Regions from separate parts of the Ovis aries genome. Here region 2 is linked to region 1. The links are chromatin contacts, called in public Hi-C maps. All regions are on one chromosome and are shown on one strand. Each heading gives the region's core, a stretch centred on a gene start, on an enhancer-like site or on the middle of the called end of the contact. The rest is flanking DNA. Distances are from core to core; before and after follow the strand shown.

Evidence for each region. Hi-C and Micro-C count contacts between places; a contact is called where the count stands out from the background.
Region 2: a Hi-C map of liver shows a contact between it and region 1, with 5 times the contacts expected there. The contact joins two enhancer-like sites. A contact is called at or near these places in 9 of 16 Hi-C or Micro-C datasets (blood, hypothalamus, liver and 5 more).

Annotation. Positions count from the first base shown.
Region 1 is chr2:132,515,169-132,522,324 of ARS-UI_Ramb_v3.0, reverse strand. No RefSeq gene overlaps it. Among named protein-coding and RNA genes, the nearest start is that of TRNAW-CCA, 190 kb to the left of the region's middle. Within about 2 kb of position 4,239, at least 7 of the 54 cell types and tissues checked have an H3K27ac peak or open chromatin away from gene starts, as enhancers often do.
Region 2 is chr2:132,938,007-132,945,162 of ARS-UI_Ramb_v3.0, reverse strand. No RefSeq gene overlaps it. Among named protein-coding and RNA genes, the nearest start is that of HNRNPA3, 42 kb to the right of the region's middle. Within about 2 kb of position 4,337, at least 17 of the 54 cell types and tissues checked have an H3K27ac peak or open chromatin away from gene starts, as enhancers often do.

The sequences.
Region 1 (7,156 bases), core at 2,990-5,489:
CTTCTAAGATCTCTACCTGGTCATGGTTTGGTACTTGTTAACCTCCACTTTACCTTTTAGATTGAATTTTTTATCCTCTTGAATTATGTTCATTACACAGTGATTCTAGACATTATTTTAGAAGACAAATAATTTATAATTCTACAGCCTTAATACTGTTTTCAGCCTTAATACTATTTCCACATTCTGTTATTGTCCTGGATTGTATTTTTGATTGGTGCATTCTTAATGGAGTTATAGGTTTTTGTCCTGGTATAGTTGAATTGCAATCCCTTCTATACTCATAAAGGTGAAACACATTTATAAACTTAAAGGAGATGAATGAACAATAAACAAGAAGTCTTAGAACTGCCTGCAAATGGAAGCAATAATCATTTAGAGACCAAGAGTCTAATAAAATGGAGCTGAAGTGATCTTAGTGGTTACTGGTCCCGTGCCTTTATTTTGCAGAAAAGGAAACTGAGGCCCTGACATTAAATAACCTGCCACACAGCTCCTAGGGGACAGTCAGGATCAACAGGCTGTAAGTGCCTGTTTAAAACTACAAGCTGAGCAGTACTGTTTCCACACTAGTGTCTTTTGGTGGGACATCAGATCTTCGAGTGTCTATCCTTCATTTGTGATGTGAGGGCGTTGGAACAGATTTGAATCCAACTTGAAACGGACACAACCTGACCCCTGCCTAGTCAGCCCAGAACACACATAATGAAAAGTACCGTAGCAATTAGAACATTCAGTGTTGAACACTGGCTCACCAGATCCTTAGAAAGCTGAAGGCTGGATCTCAAACTGGATTTGTGACAGCACATTCACTGCCAGACTGATCCGTAGGCTAGTGGGCTTCTTTTAAAATTACTAACTCAGAGAAAAGTGAGAGGGTGTTAAGCACTGCAAGTGGATGGGCCGTCGGTCCTCTTCAAGACAGCAAACCATGCCTTTAACTTTTCAGAATGCTTCTCAAGTAGAATAAGGCGCCCTCTACTGGTAGGATCTATCGTCGACGAAAAAATCAGAACTTGTTAGGTTTGTGAGAAATGGGAGGGAAAAAAAAATCATAGGATCAGAACAGATTAGAATTGCAAAAAAACATGAAGAAATGGCTAGTTTAAGAATCTCAACTTTTCAGACAAGGAAATATGGATCTAGAAAGCTTAAAACTTTTCTCATAAAATTGTTAGCAACATTCTTCTGAGGAAATGTTCATATAAGTGGCAAAAATCTCTTTGTTAAAATGTGAAGTTAGCTTTCTGAAAATAAAAGCCTCTTGACAAGTACTCACTGAGTCAAAAATGAATGTTGTGTGTTCAGTCGTGTCTGACTTTTTGTGACTGTTTGTACTGTGGCCCGCCAGGCTCCTCTGTCCATGGGATTTTTTTCAGGGGAATTTTCCTGACCTAGGGATCAATCCTGTGTCTCCTACATTGCAGGTGGATTCTTTACTGCTGAGCCATCAGGGAAGCCCCTCAAAAATGGATACAAACCCGATTTTTGCTCAGGGAAGAGTATGGTTCTCTCACCTTCACGTGAAATTCTGTACTCCATTTGCTAAACCAAGGTTTTCTAAACTGTAGTCATTCAAGTCACTGAGCTGCTTTTTGCCATAGCCAAGTACTCAGTCTTAATATTTAATATTTTTCTTTCAATCACGTCCTGTGCAATAGAATCCATGAAATTTCAAGTTTACTGTGTTGCGTGTGTGTGTGTGTGTGTGTGTGTAGATTTTTTGATGTAAACCACTTTTTATAAACAATTTTTTATTATTAACTTTCGTTTCGGCTGTGTGGGTCTTTGTTGCTGTGCGGGCTGCTGTCTCGTCGCTGTGAGCTGGGGCTGCTCTCCAGCTGTGCGTGCAGGCTTCTCGGCGCAGTGGCTTCCTTGTTGCAGCGCACAGGCTCAAGGGCGCGCAGGCGTCAGTCATTGAGGCACGTGGGCTCACTAGTTGCGGCTCCGCTCCGCAGCTCTAAAACACAGGCTCAATAGCTGTGGCACATGGGATTAATTGCTCCAAGGCATGTGGAATCTTCCTGGATCAGGGATCGAACTCAGGTCTCCTGCATTGGCAGGCAGGTTCTTTACCGCTGAGCCACCAGGGAAACCCAACAATGTTCTTTTTGTGTGCCAATTAAATTCATCTCATTGAATTATCTCATATATAAAGTGCTTTACAAAACACTGAGGTAGATATATTTCATTTAAATGGTGTAAATATAGTGACCATAATTTCGTTTTTCCATTAATGGCAAGTTGTTTATTGCTTTTCTTCACCTGGCCTCTCCCTCCTGCCCTACCCCCGTCTTGAAGTCTTCCTTCATCCCCTTTCCATTTTTTCAGTCTTTGGGTTCAGCATTCACATTCCCTTTTCCCCAGTGAGGTGAGGAAAGCTTTCCCTCTCTATGGCCCACTGGGGACTGTGCCTCATTTGATATCGAACTCCAAGAAAGCATATTGAAACAAACTGGAATTTGACAGAATGAATAGAAAGACCTTTGTATTCTTGCCTTTTTCTAGGAATTGAGGCTTGAGGAATATTGAAAAGTGATGTTATTTCTATTTCATCCTTATAGTCAGCCTCCTCTGAGGAAATGGCACATAAACACAGAAAGTCCAATGTATAGAAACACATTTTATAAATGATTCCTTGAAGAATATACTGGAGAGTGTGTTTTTGTTCAGGCAGTGTGAAAGCTGTAATACCTATAGGGGAGAATGGAGATGAGAAAAAGTTTGATCTTCCTGAAATCTTTTCCTTTATTAAACATTCCTGTGGAATTAATCCAAGCTTTGTTTCTTCCAGAATAAAGGGCTTGATTATGCATTTATTGCTGGATGAATATGCTCAGTTGCCAGTTAGTCATAACTTGGTGCCAGGATGAACCCCCGTTATTTACAGTGGATTATCTGTATTGAAGCTGATCTGAAAAAGATCAGTTTTGAAATCTCTTGTCATTATCGTCGATTTTCTTTGTTTAACCTATTGTATCATCTCTGTTGACCCTTAATGATAAGTGAATAAATAACCTTTTGACAGAAATATTTATATTTTTAAGCTCAGAGATGTTCCCAATTCAAGCTGTTTTATAATAAGTGCAGAGAAAACTCTTCTCCCAGAGGAAAGCGTGTCAGTGACTGAATTTTCCTTTTGGTAATACTTACATAGTAGTTTCAGAATCATATGGAAAATTTTTACAAAATAGCCTATGATAAGCTCAAACATAAATTGAAACTAAAGTTACAGCAATATGATTCTATATACTTTCTTATTCAAGGGGAAATTTAAGCATCTTCAATCCTAACAACAATTGATTTTAAAAACACTAGTGCAAGACTCCAGGACCCCTGCAAGGAGTGGGCGCTTTGCATGTACCCTGGCTCCCTGAAGAGATGCTTTCTGATGGCAAACAGATGGAGACCCCATAGAGGGGCAGGTTTCCGCTGTAGCCATCACAGGGATATACTGTGCCTTTGAAATGACATCAGCCAGGAAATCAGGGACTGGAGTTTCAGATTTCATAGAAGGATTTTACTTCGCTTTTTGTAGGCCCAAAGATGGCAGAAGGAGGCAATAAATTCTGTCTTAGAACCTTTCCCAGTAGATGTTTAAAGAGATTGTATTAGTAAATCAACTGTCCCAATCCCCCTATGTGATATGGACCATCCGGTTTGGATTTGAGTTTTCTCTTTCTTGTAGAGAACTGATATAAGCCAACAATTCAGAATAAGTTGGACAGATAGGTGGAATACAGTACTGGAGGATTATCAAGGACTAAAGTAATTATTTTTTATGACGTTTTCCCTGTAACTAGATTTATAACTGGAAAGGGCCAAAGCTGAAACTGTGCAGTACGGAGATTAGCATTTCTTACTGGAGAAAAGATTAGATTGCTTCACTTTAACGCATAGGTTTACTGTTCATGAGTAAACACTACTGTTGTTTTCATTTTCATCTTTACTCTTCTATTATAACTGTGCTTTTACTGAAACACTCTTACATAAATGTGGAGGAAATTCTAAAATTGAGGAATATATTTTCCGCATGAGTCACTATACACATTGATGTTTATCTTGTGGTTCTGCCAAGAAACAGTGAGCAAGGCTTTAGACTTACAGCAGTTCATTTGGGCAGGGCAAAACAATTCTCATGTACTTCTATATAAGTGAACACTCACCCAAGAATATGAAGGCACACCAAATCTGATGAGTAGCCACTGCAATTTCAAATGACTGGATGAGCAGTTAACACTAATGAAGTCAAGGTTGCAGGCGATGTCTTTACAAAGGCCAACTGAATCACTGGTGCCTACGGAATGCTGCTGGATCTCAAGGACGACTGGATGACTAATGTGTTGGGAATATGGATAAAAATTCATCACCTCCTGGACGATGCTCAAAATGTATGACCTAAATATGGTGAATGTGGTCTGGATGCTTTTAGACACAAGTAACAGAGAAATCTGGCTCGAATAAATTTAATCAGTTATATTTTCCATTGTGTAGGAGAACCAGAAGTAAGTCAGGCTCTAGAACAACCATTTCCGTGGCTCAAAGATATCATCAAAGACTCGAGTTCTTTCTTTCCCTTTGACCTCTTCAAAGTCACCCTCACCCTTTAGATTGGTTTCTGTGATGGTCATACAATGGTGGCAGCAGATTCACATCTGTAACACACAGAGAAAGAAAAAATCCTTCTTACATCCTTTTTTTTTTTTTTGTTAAAGAGATGAAGAAAACTTTCTCAGCAGCCCTTCCCATGCCTTGGAAAATATTGGTTCACATGGGTTTCTCTAAATCAGTCACGAAAAGGGGGATTTCAACAGTAGGCTTAGATGAGTGGTTCTTAACTGCATTTTGAAAGTTGAGAAAAATACATATACCTGGGTTCTATCCTCAGAGATCCTAGGATGCAGTGTAGGGTACTGAGAGTTTTAAAAGCTCTGTGGGTGATTCTAATTTGTAGCTAAGCATTTGAGAATCATACATTTAGACCAAACTTGCAGAAGTGGGGGCAGAATAGGAGTAGGGAATGGATACTGAATTATAAACCACTATAGTCATTAAATATTGTTGCATTTACAATGTAAATTTTAAAAGGTGAATGTTAATATATAACTGCACGCATGAGATTCGAGTCAAGTTTGGAGGAATTCATATTTATAACAAGACCAGATGAATGTGGTCCATACTAAGAGAACAAATTAGATGCATCCAAAGCCAACAGGGGCAGAAGATATTAAGAAGAGGTGGCAAGAATACACAGAAGAACTATACAAAAAAGATCTTCATGACCCAGAAAATCATGATGGTATAATCACTCACCTAGAGCCAGACATCCTGGAATGTGAAGTCAAGTGGGCCTTAGGAAGCATCACTACAAACAAAGCTAGTGGAGATGATGGAATTCCAGTTGAGCTATTTCAAATCCTAAAAGATGATGCTGTGAAAGTGTTGCACTCAATATGCCAGCAAATTTGGAAAACTCAGCAGTGGCCACAGGACTGGAAAAGGTCAGTTTTCATCCCAGTCCCAAAGAAAGGCAATGCCAAAGTATGCTCAAACTACTGCACAACTGCACTCATCTCACACGCTAGTAAAGTAATGCTCAAAATTCTCCAAGCTAGGCTTCAGCAATACGTGCACTGTGAACTTCCAGATGTTCAAATTGTTTTAGAAAAGGCAGAGGAACCAGAGATCAAATTGCCAACATCTGCTGGATCACGGAAAAAGCAAGAGAGTTCCATAAAAACATCTATTACTGCTTTATTGACTACACCAAAGCCTTTGACTGTATGGATCACAAGAAATACTGTGGAAAATTCTGAAAGAGATGGGAATCCCAGACCACCTGACCTGCCTCTTGAGAAACCTGTATGCAGGTCAGGAAGCAACAGTTAGAACTGGACATGAAACAACAGACTGGTTCCAATAGGAAAAGGAGTACGTCAAGGCTGTATATTGTCACCCTGATTATTTAACTTCTATGCAGAGTACATCATGAGAAACGTTGGGCTGGAAGAAGCACAAGCTGGAATCAAGATTGCTGGGAGAAATATCAGTAACCTCAGATATGCAGATGACACCACCCTTATGGCAGAAAGTGAAGAAGAACTAAAGAACCTCTTGATGAAAGTGAAAGAGGAGAGTGAAAAAGTTGGCTTAAAGCTCAACATTCAGAAAACGAAGATCATGACATCTGGTCCCATCACTTCATGGGAAATAGAAGGGGAAACAGTGGAAACAGTGTCAGACTTTATTTTTTGGGCTCCAAAATAACTGCAGATGGTGATTGCAGCCATGAAATTAAAAGATGCTTACTCCTTGGAAGGAAAGTTATGACCAACCTAGATAGTGTATTCAAAAGCAGAGACGTTACTTACAATGGTCCATCTAGTCAAGGCTATGGTTTTTCCAGTAGTCACGTATGGATGTGAGAGTTGGACTGTAAAGAAAGCTGAGCGCCGAAGAATTGATGCTTTTGAACTGTGGTGTTGGAGAAGACTCTTGAGAGTCCCTTGGACTGCAAGGAGATCCAACCAGTCCATTCTGAAGGAGATCAGTCCTGGGATTTCATTGGAATGAATGATGCTAAAGCTGAAACTCCAGTACTTTGGTTACCTCATGTGAAGAGTTGACTCATTGGAAAAGACTCTGATGCTGGGAGGGATTGTGGGCAGGAGGAGAAGGGGACGACAGAGGATGAGATGGTTGGATGGCAACACCAACTCAATGGACATGAGTTTGAGTAAACTCCGGGTTTGGTGATGGACAGGGAGGCCTGGTGTGCTGTGGTTCATGGCATTGCAAAGAGTCGAAATCGACTGAGCGACTGAACCGAACTCAACTAAAACCAGTTAAAACCACTTATAAGATATTATAAATATTAAATATTATATTAAATAATCAGCAACAATGGAAGTAGTAAGTCATGGCTCTGGAAAAAGAAATGCTTAACATTGATAGAGTCAGAATAATTTGCGGGAAAAAAAGTACCTAAGAAGTGGAGTGAGGTCGATTGGAAAGAGCACAAGAGTTGAGCCAGAAGCTCTGTATTCTCATCCTGGTATGGCCTCTATTTGTTCTAGGACTAGTCTAGTAATATCTGTGAGCCTCAGATATTTTAGTTTTGATCTGCATTTCCATAATAATTAGTGATGGTGAGCAT
Region 2 (7,156 bases), core at 3,088-5,587, 420 kb before region 1:
ATTCAAAAATTATTCAATAGATATTGTTTAAATTTAGAAAACAGTTCTTAGCATAATTATAGCCTCACATTAAGAGGTGATTTTTCTGACAGTATGGGCAAAATCACCAATTCAAATATGAGAGTATTAGTCTTGAGTTCCTTCCCCTCCAATAGAGCAGAATAATCTGGAATGGGCTACAATATATAAAATGTATGCCCAGAGACATTACAATGGCTGTTTACAGAGTAAAAAAGTCATCCAGATATTGTGAATTATTTTACATAGTGAAAACCTACTGACCCAAGGACCTCATCAAGCATAAGAAAACAAAGGCCACTGGGCTTTTGCATTTTATTAACTTCCTGAACTGAAGGGAAAATTAAGTATGAGTCATATTAGAACACACACTGATTGTGTGTTCTCACCATCACAATCTCAAATATATGTCGGATGGTATATTTTAACTTGTAAGCTTTATTTTGGGGTGGTGGGGCGAGGCGTTAAAGGCCAGAGAAGAGCCACGGAGATCACATAAAGATTTTAGCTGACTTCATTTTTCAAGAAATAAAAGAATTCTAAAAAAAATTTTCCCTGGATTAAAGAGAGAAAAGAAAACTCTCACTGTCAAATTCTTGCCTATCAATTATTCCTAGCAGTATCCTAATAATTCCATATAATTAAAGAATAAAATTGGACCCTCTGTGCCTTAAACGTGTAATAGTCCAGCACATGGAGACTGTCTGTATTCTAACTGTTATAAATGCATATGGACTGTAAACATCTTTGTTATAAATGTAAAACAACAACTACAATAATTATTATAATAATAATCCAGCCAGAGAAACTGCCGAGCATAAAACACTATGGGCTCCCCCTGCTGTTTCTACTGCTAAACTTAACTAACATTTCCGGATGCCAGAGCTTGATGCCCTGATTTTAAGGTTGATTCATAAACAAAGAGTAAACAAAACAAAATTAAAATGCCATTATGTCAATAAATCAGTGGGTCGAGGGGAAGAGAAGAAAAAGAGACTGTTGATGCATTGATTGTAATAAATAAGCAGGTACATGAAGGTGAGCATTGCCTGGAATTCCAAAAGCTACTCTGATGAGCTTCTGGGGAGCAGCAAGACAGTCCTGCGTTTAGATGAAGGAGTGTTCCAGATCTGACTTGCTGTGTGGAGCTTCGTCAAATCTGAAAACCGTATAATGCCCTTTGGCGAATTGGCCTCAGTGCCACAATCTCAAATCTCTGCAAGTGAGACGCATAGACTAGCTCAAGCCCAACAGGGCATACTAAGGAGATTATTTCAGAGAAACCGTAATGACATTGAACAGGAGGCTAGCTTAACGTCTTTTCCAAGAGAGATCCCAAGCCTCCTCCGTGATGGCTGCTCGGAGTTCTGCAGGCTAATGAGGAGAGCCATCTGTATGCTGGCAGATGTGTGCCCCCTTCACTGTGCCAGAATCTCCTAACAGGGAGGTCTGCAGAGGGCTCCAGCGTTGCTCTGTGAGGGGAGTTTGTGCTGTTCAGCAACCGTGTAATCTGGAGGCCAAACCAACATTTAACTATTCGTAAGTATGCTTTTTAGTACACCTTGTCTTTTCAAATATGAATATCCGAATGAGGTGTGAGTGCACTCACTTGTAAATTTGTTTTCATGTTGTCACATTCAGGGACACCAATGACTAAAAATGATATCCAACCTGTATTGCTTTTGTAAAAATTTTATAGACTATTTCAAATGAAAGGAGGAAGCAAATTGAGTGAACTGGCTATTTGTTGATATCATGATTACAAAGTCATCAGAGAAATCTCTAAAGAGGAAAAAATATATATATATATGTACATCCAGGTATGTCTTCCTTCCTTCCTTCAAATGCATCCATTTTGCAATACAGAGTTAATTTCTACTTTTATAATATCAAAAAGTAGTAAGAAATTAAATTCAAATGCTAAATCTTAAAATCTGTATGAATAAATTTCAAATTATGATGGAATGACATTTCAAAGCATTTACTTGGCACCATATGGGAAGTTACATAAGGATTATAATAAGCCTCAAAATATTTTAAGGCAACCATTTAACAGTTTTTAAGATAGACCTAATCACAAACTCAGCATTTAAAATAAGTACATACATACTCACATACTATGAAGATGTTTTAAGAGCACGTAAACTATCTTATCTTGTAACTCTCAAACTTTTATGACAATTAAATTCTATCATTCTTTTCCGTTTCAATTAATCTACTGTCATTGAAAGCTGCCCTGCTGCTCAGTCATGTCCAACTCTTTGCAACTCTATGGACTGTAGCCCTCCAGACTCCTCTGTACACGAGAGCATGAGATTCTCCAGGCAAGAATACTGGAGTGGGTTGCCATGCCCTCCTCCAGAGGACCTTTCCAACCTACGGACCCAACCTGGGTCTCCTGTGGCTCCTGAATTGCAGGTGGAGTCTTTACCACTGAGCCACCAGGGAAGCCCTATTATTAAAAGAGCCTTGTTTGTGTTAATTTTCTTTTACAAATCCTTTTCAGGTACTGATTTGAAGTGAAAGTCGCTCAGTTGTGTCCAATTCTTTACAACCCCATGGGCTATACAGTCCATGGAATTCACCAGGTGAGAATACTGGAGTAGGTAGCTATTCCCTTCTCTAGGCAATCTTTCCAACTCAGGAATCAAACCCAGGTCTCCCACACTGCAGACGGATTCTTTACCCCGAGTCACCAGGGAAGCCCACTGATTTGAAACTCGTATTCAATTATATAAACTCAACTTCCATCTCAAGAAAAAGATAAAAGAGACACAAAGGAGACCAGAACAACTAAAGATTTTAAGATTTTTAACCAGGGTCTTATTATTCACTAAAAGTTATAAGATGTTTAAAATCAAACAGAACACATCTACACTTTAACTTGACTAATAAGGTTAGGTAATTTTTAATATGAAATATGCAGCTTTTAGCAAAAGTATAAGCTTAAAATAGTAGCTTATGTAAATTTCCCAGAGCAAAACCATGACCAGCTATTTCACCATCTATCTCACATAGAGAAGATTTTAAGTATATCTCCCCAAAAGCACAGTAACATAAATTAGACTCCCAGGTAAGAGTGACAATTCTTCCTGCCTGAAACTTTCTCTAAATTATATCTGCCTTCCAAAAATATTACAAAAAATTGCAGATCAGATTATTATTATCTATAACTGATAGATACAGACATACAAATGACATTTAAAAAGGAAAGTTCTTCAAAAGCTTCAACTTGTTTTCATAGTAAATTTCACTTTGAATATTAGTACTAGTAATTGATTTTAGCAATCATAGAGTTATAAACAGTTTCTGCTATTTAATGAAAGAAATGTCTCAGCTTTAGACTTTATTTATTAGCATTTAAAGTCCCTCCATAACCCTAGTAAGATCAGTTATGGCCTAATTAAATGAGAAAAATGGCCTGCCAAAGATTCTTTGTTCTTAAAATAAATACTGCATGTTTTCAGTTTTCCTGCAAATCATCAGAACCTATTTCAACTGAAGAGCACACTGGGCTTCAAGACTAAATTTACTTCATGCAATCCAAATAAAGTGTCTTTTGCCTGGAATTTTTACATTTTTTCATGGTGTACCAGCTACAAGTATCATCTTAAGAGGTTTCTGCTTTATTAACCATTTGAGAGTTTTTCATCTTTGAGTTGTACCAGTATGAAGGTAGCAGAGCCTATTCACAGTAGAAATATTCGCTGCTTAAAAATGAACACAAATTTAGGCCTACAACGTGTCTGTTATCAGTGCTGTGTTTGTGGTGAAACTCCATAGTTAGTACGTGTTCTAATTATATACTCATTGGAGAAGGAAATGGCAGCCCACTCCACTGTTCCTGCCTGGAGAATCCCAGGGACGGGGGAGCCTGGTGGGCTGCCATCTATGGGGTCGCACAGAATCGGACACGACTGAAGCGACTTAGCAGCAGCATATACATATAAATGAAAAACAAAAGGCTAAACATCCAGTGGCAAAAGATTGAGCTGCTGCACCAACCTGGCAAGAGTACTTCAAATGAATGATCGCTTCTCAAACCCTTTGGAATAACGATTGCATTCATCTGGCTTTTCCTCTCTGAGCCCCTGCTCACCACTTTCCTCTCCTTTCAGCTGTAATCTGGTCTGCCCTACTCTGGCCACACTGCAATGATCCCCTGTTGTACTGACGGACGGCGGGGGGCGGGTGGGTGTCGGGACGGACCGCTGGGGAATGCGGAAGAATGATGGTTAAGGTGAGACAACAAGATGACAGCCGCTTCTCCAATTTGGGAGCGAACCACGCGTCTTCCCTATTCTACCACTAGCTGGCGCCAGAGCTCTAAAGATATATAGATGCATTGCGTCATAGCTTGCTAATTAACAAAGACGTTTTCAAACTGACCAGAGCTTTCCCAGGAAAATAGGAAATGATTTTAACTGTGAAAAGCAGTAACATAGGAGCTGCGATTCCGATTAAAATAACCCAATTTTATGCCTCCAAGCTATTGTCTTCAAAAAAAGAGAGATGCCTCATTAAACAATTGGTGGGTTGCTTTTTTTTTTTTCCCCCCTTATCCAAACAATAAACAGAGGGGAAGTCTTTTCCTTTACAAACTATTCACTATACACATAAAACTGTAAAATTTTCCGGTTATATAATGCTCTGTTAATCTAAATAAAGTGGCTTTTTTTTTTTTTACTATGCCTTTAGTCTAAGAGAGAAATGTCTGATACATCAGGGTCACACACAGAAAGGGACTTTACAGCTTTAGCTCCTAATTAACTCCTACATCTTCCTCTCTTGTAACTAGCTTCAAATTTCCACTTCCTGGCTCCAAGAGACCAGCTTTCAGTTACCTCATCCTGTGCTTCCAGACACTTCCATGGCTGCAGATCTGTCAGGAGGAACTGATCAGCCATCTAAACACACAATTGCTCATTTTAGGAAAACCAGCCCCTGGACAAAAGAACAGGAAACAGTATATTTGTTTGGTTCAGGACAGAAACTATAGATATGCAAATAAGATACGCTGAGATGTAGCTCTGGGTGGGACAAGTACTTGGAAAATTCAAAATATACGCTGCCTTGGAAAATATTTTTTCATTTGGAATGTTTCATATTCATATATATTCATTTTTGCAATTAGAAAAATGACAGACACAACTTATTTTGGCAAGAGAAGTTGAATTCAGACAAAACTACAGTGAAATGATGCAATTTCAAAAAGATACATAGTTTGACTTGTAAACATTTTGAAAGTGAAAGTGAAGTTGCTCAGTCGTGTCCGACTCTTTGTGACCCCGTGGACTGTAGCCCACCAGGCTCCTCTGTCCATGGGATTCTCCAGGCAAGAATACCTGAGTGGGTTAGGTAATATTCATTCAGGGCTTCCCTGATAGCTCAGATGGTAAAGAATCTGCCTACAGTGCAGGAGACCTGGGTTTGATTCCTGGGTCAGGAAGATCCTCTAAAGAAGGGAATGGCAACCCACCCCAGTATTCTTGCCTGGAGAATTCCATGGACAGAGAAGCCTGGCAGGCTACAGTCCATTGGGTAGCAAAGAATTGGACATGAATGAGCAACTATCAATCACTCACTCTGTACTTTTAAGCGAGTCCTTCCCCAAATCAAACATATACCTGTGGCACCTCACAGGGCCACAGACATAAATCCTTTCCTGAGCCGAGTTTTCCCTTAAGATAGCAGTGAATCATCGACCTTTAGTCTCCCAATAAGGTTCCAGAAATGAAACAGGACAGAATGTGGTCTCTAACACCAACCAATATTTGTGCTAATGATGTTTTGGTTTTCCAGTTGAAATCTTCATGAATGTTTTTCAAAGGACACCTGGCTGACTTTGATGCAGAAGGGAACATTCAGAAGGTGAAAATAAACTTTGAGGGACATGTCAGAAATTCTGTATAGCATGGGACTTCTGTTTTGATTCAGTGGCAAAGACTCCAACTTCCCAATGCCAGAAGCTGGGATTTGATCCCTGGTCAGGGAACTAGATCCCACATGCCACAGCTAAAACCTGGCACAGCCAAATAAATAAATAAATATTTTCTTTTAATTCTGTATAGCAAACACAATGGAAGAAGTGTGTGTACAGTGTAATGGAGGATCAGATTTAATCCTTTATCACTAGTATCACTTTGCTGGGCCCATCCAAGAGGCATAATGACAAGGAAACTTAGTAACCATAATTTGAAATGCCCTGATCTTCATGCTAACTACAGTTATCTTTTGTTACTTACTGGCTTTAACCTATAGATGGACTGCGTTGGTTGCTACTGAAACCAGAAGGTTCCTCGCAAAAGCCTAGTGCAGGCCTGAGTTCGATGCACAGTTTAATTCATATTCCACTCAACATAACAATTTTATTTCCAGTGGAAATTGCTCATTTAATTGCACTGTAAGTTTTATGGGGTATGCCCCAGGCTGTGTTCTTTATGCTAGGCATTTCAGTATTTATGGGTAGAGCTATACCCAAAACTTCAAACATAAAGTAAAACCAGCAAAATATGCTTTCCTCTGGTTCCATAAATACTTTTCACCAGTTCCATTATTTTTTCCAATGAAATTAAATGAGTGTGTTAAACCCATAACTATACCTAGACTATTGCTTGGTATCTCTAGAGCTGGTTTTTGTCCTTCATATTCAAAATTGATACAGCTCTGCTTTCCTGCTAAAGAATAAGACTGAGAAAGAGCATGTATAGTCCATTCTGTGTATAGGCTAGCTCTCCAGTAACCACAAAAAAAAGACTTCCTCTGTCAATAGTCTATAGAATTTTTATCCCTGCAACTCACTTGATTTTTTTTAACGAAGTAGGCCTGTTTCTAGGTGACAGCTACATATAGTAAATAAACACTCTGAATTACAGAAGTAATGCATATGTTGCAGACTAGGACTGATCTAAAGAAAAAAGTATTTCATGTCAGCCTTCAGCTACAGATGGTTTCTGTGTTTGGGGACAGGGAAAGATAAGATAGACATATGATTTTACTTACAGCAGAACAGAACACATTACTAAACCTCTCAAATGCTAATGCGGTTCTATTGTGTTTTACTAAACCTATGATTGTTTTTCTCTATGACTATTATCTCACTGTATAAAATATATGAAAGCATGTTTCCAGGGAATTC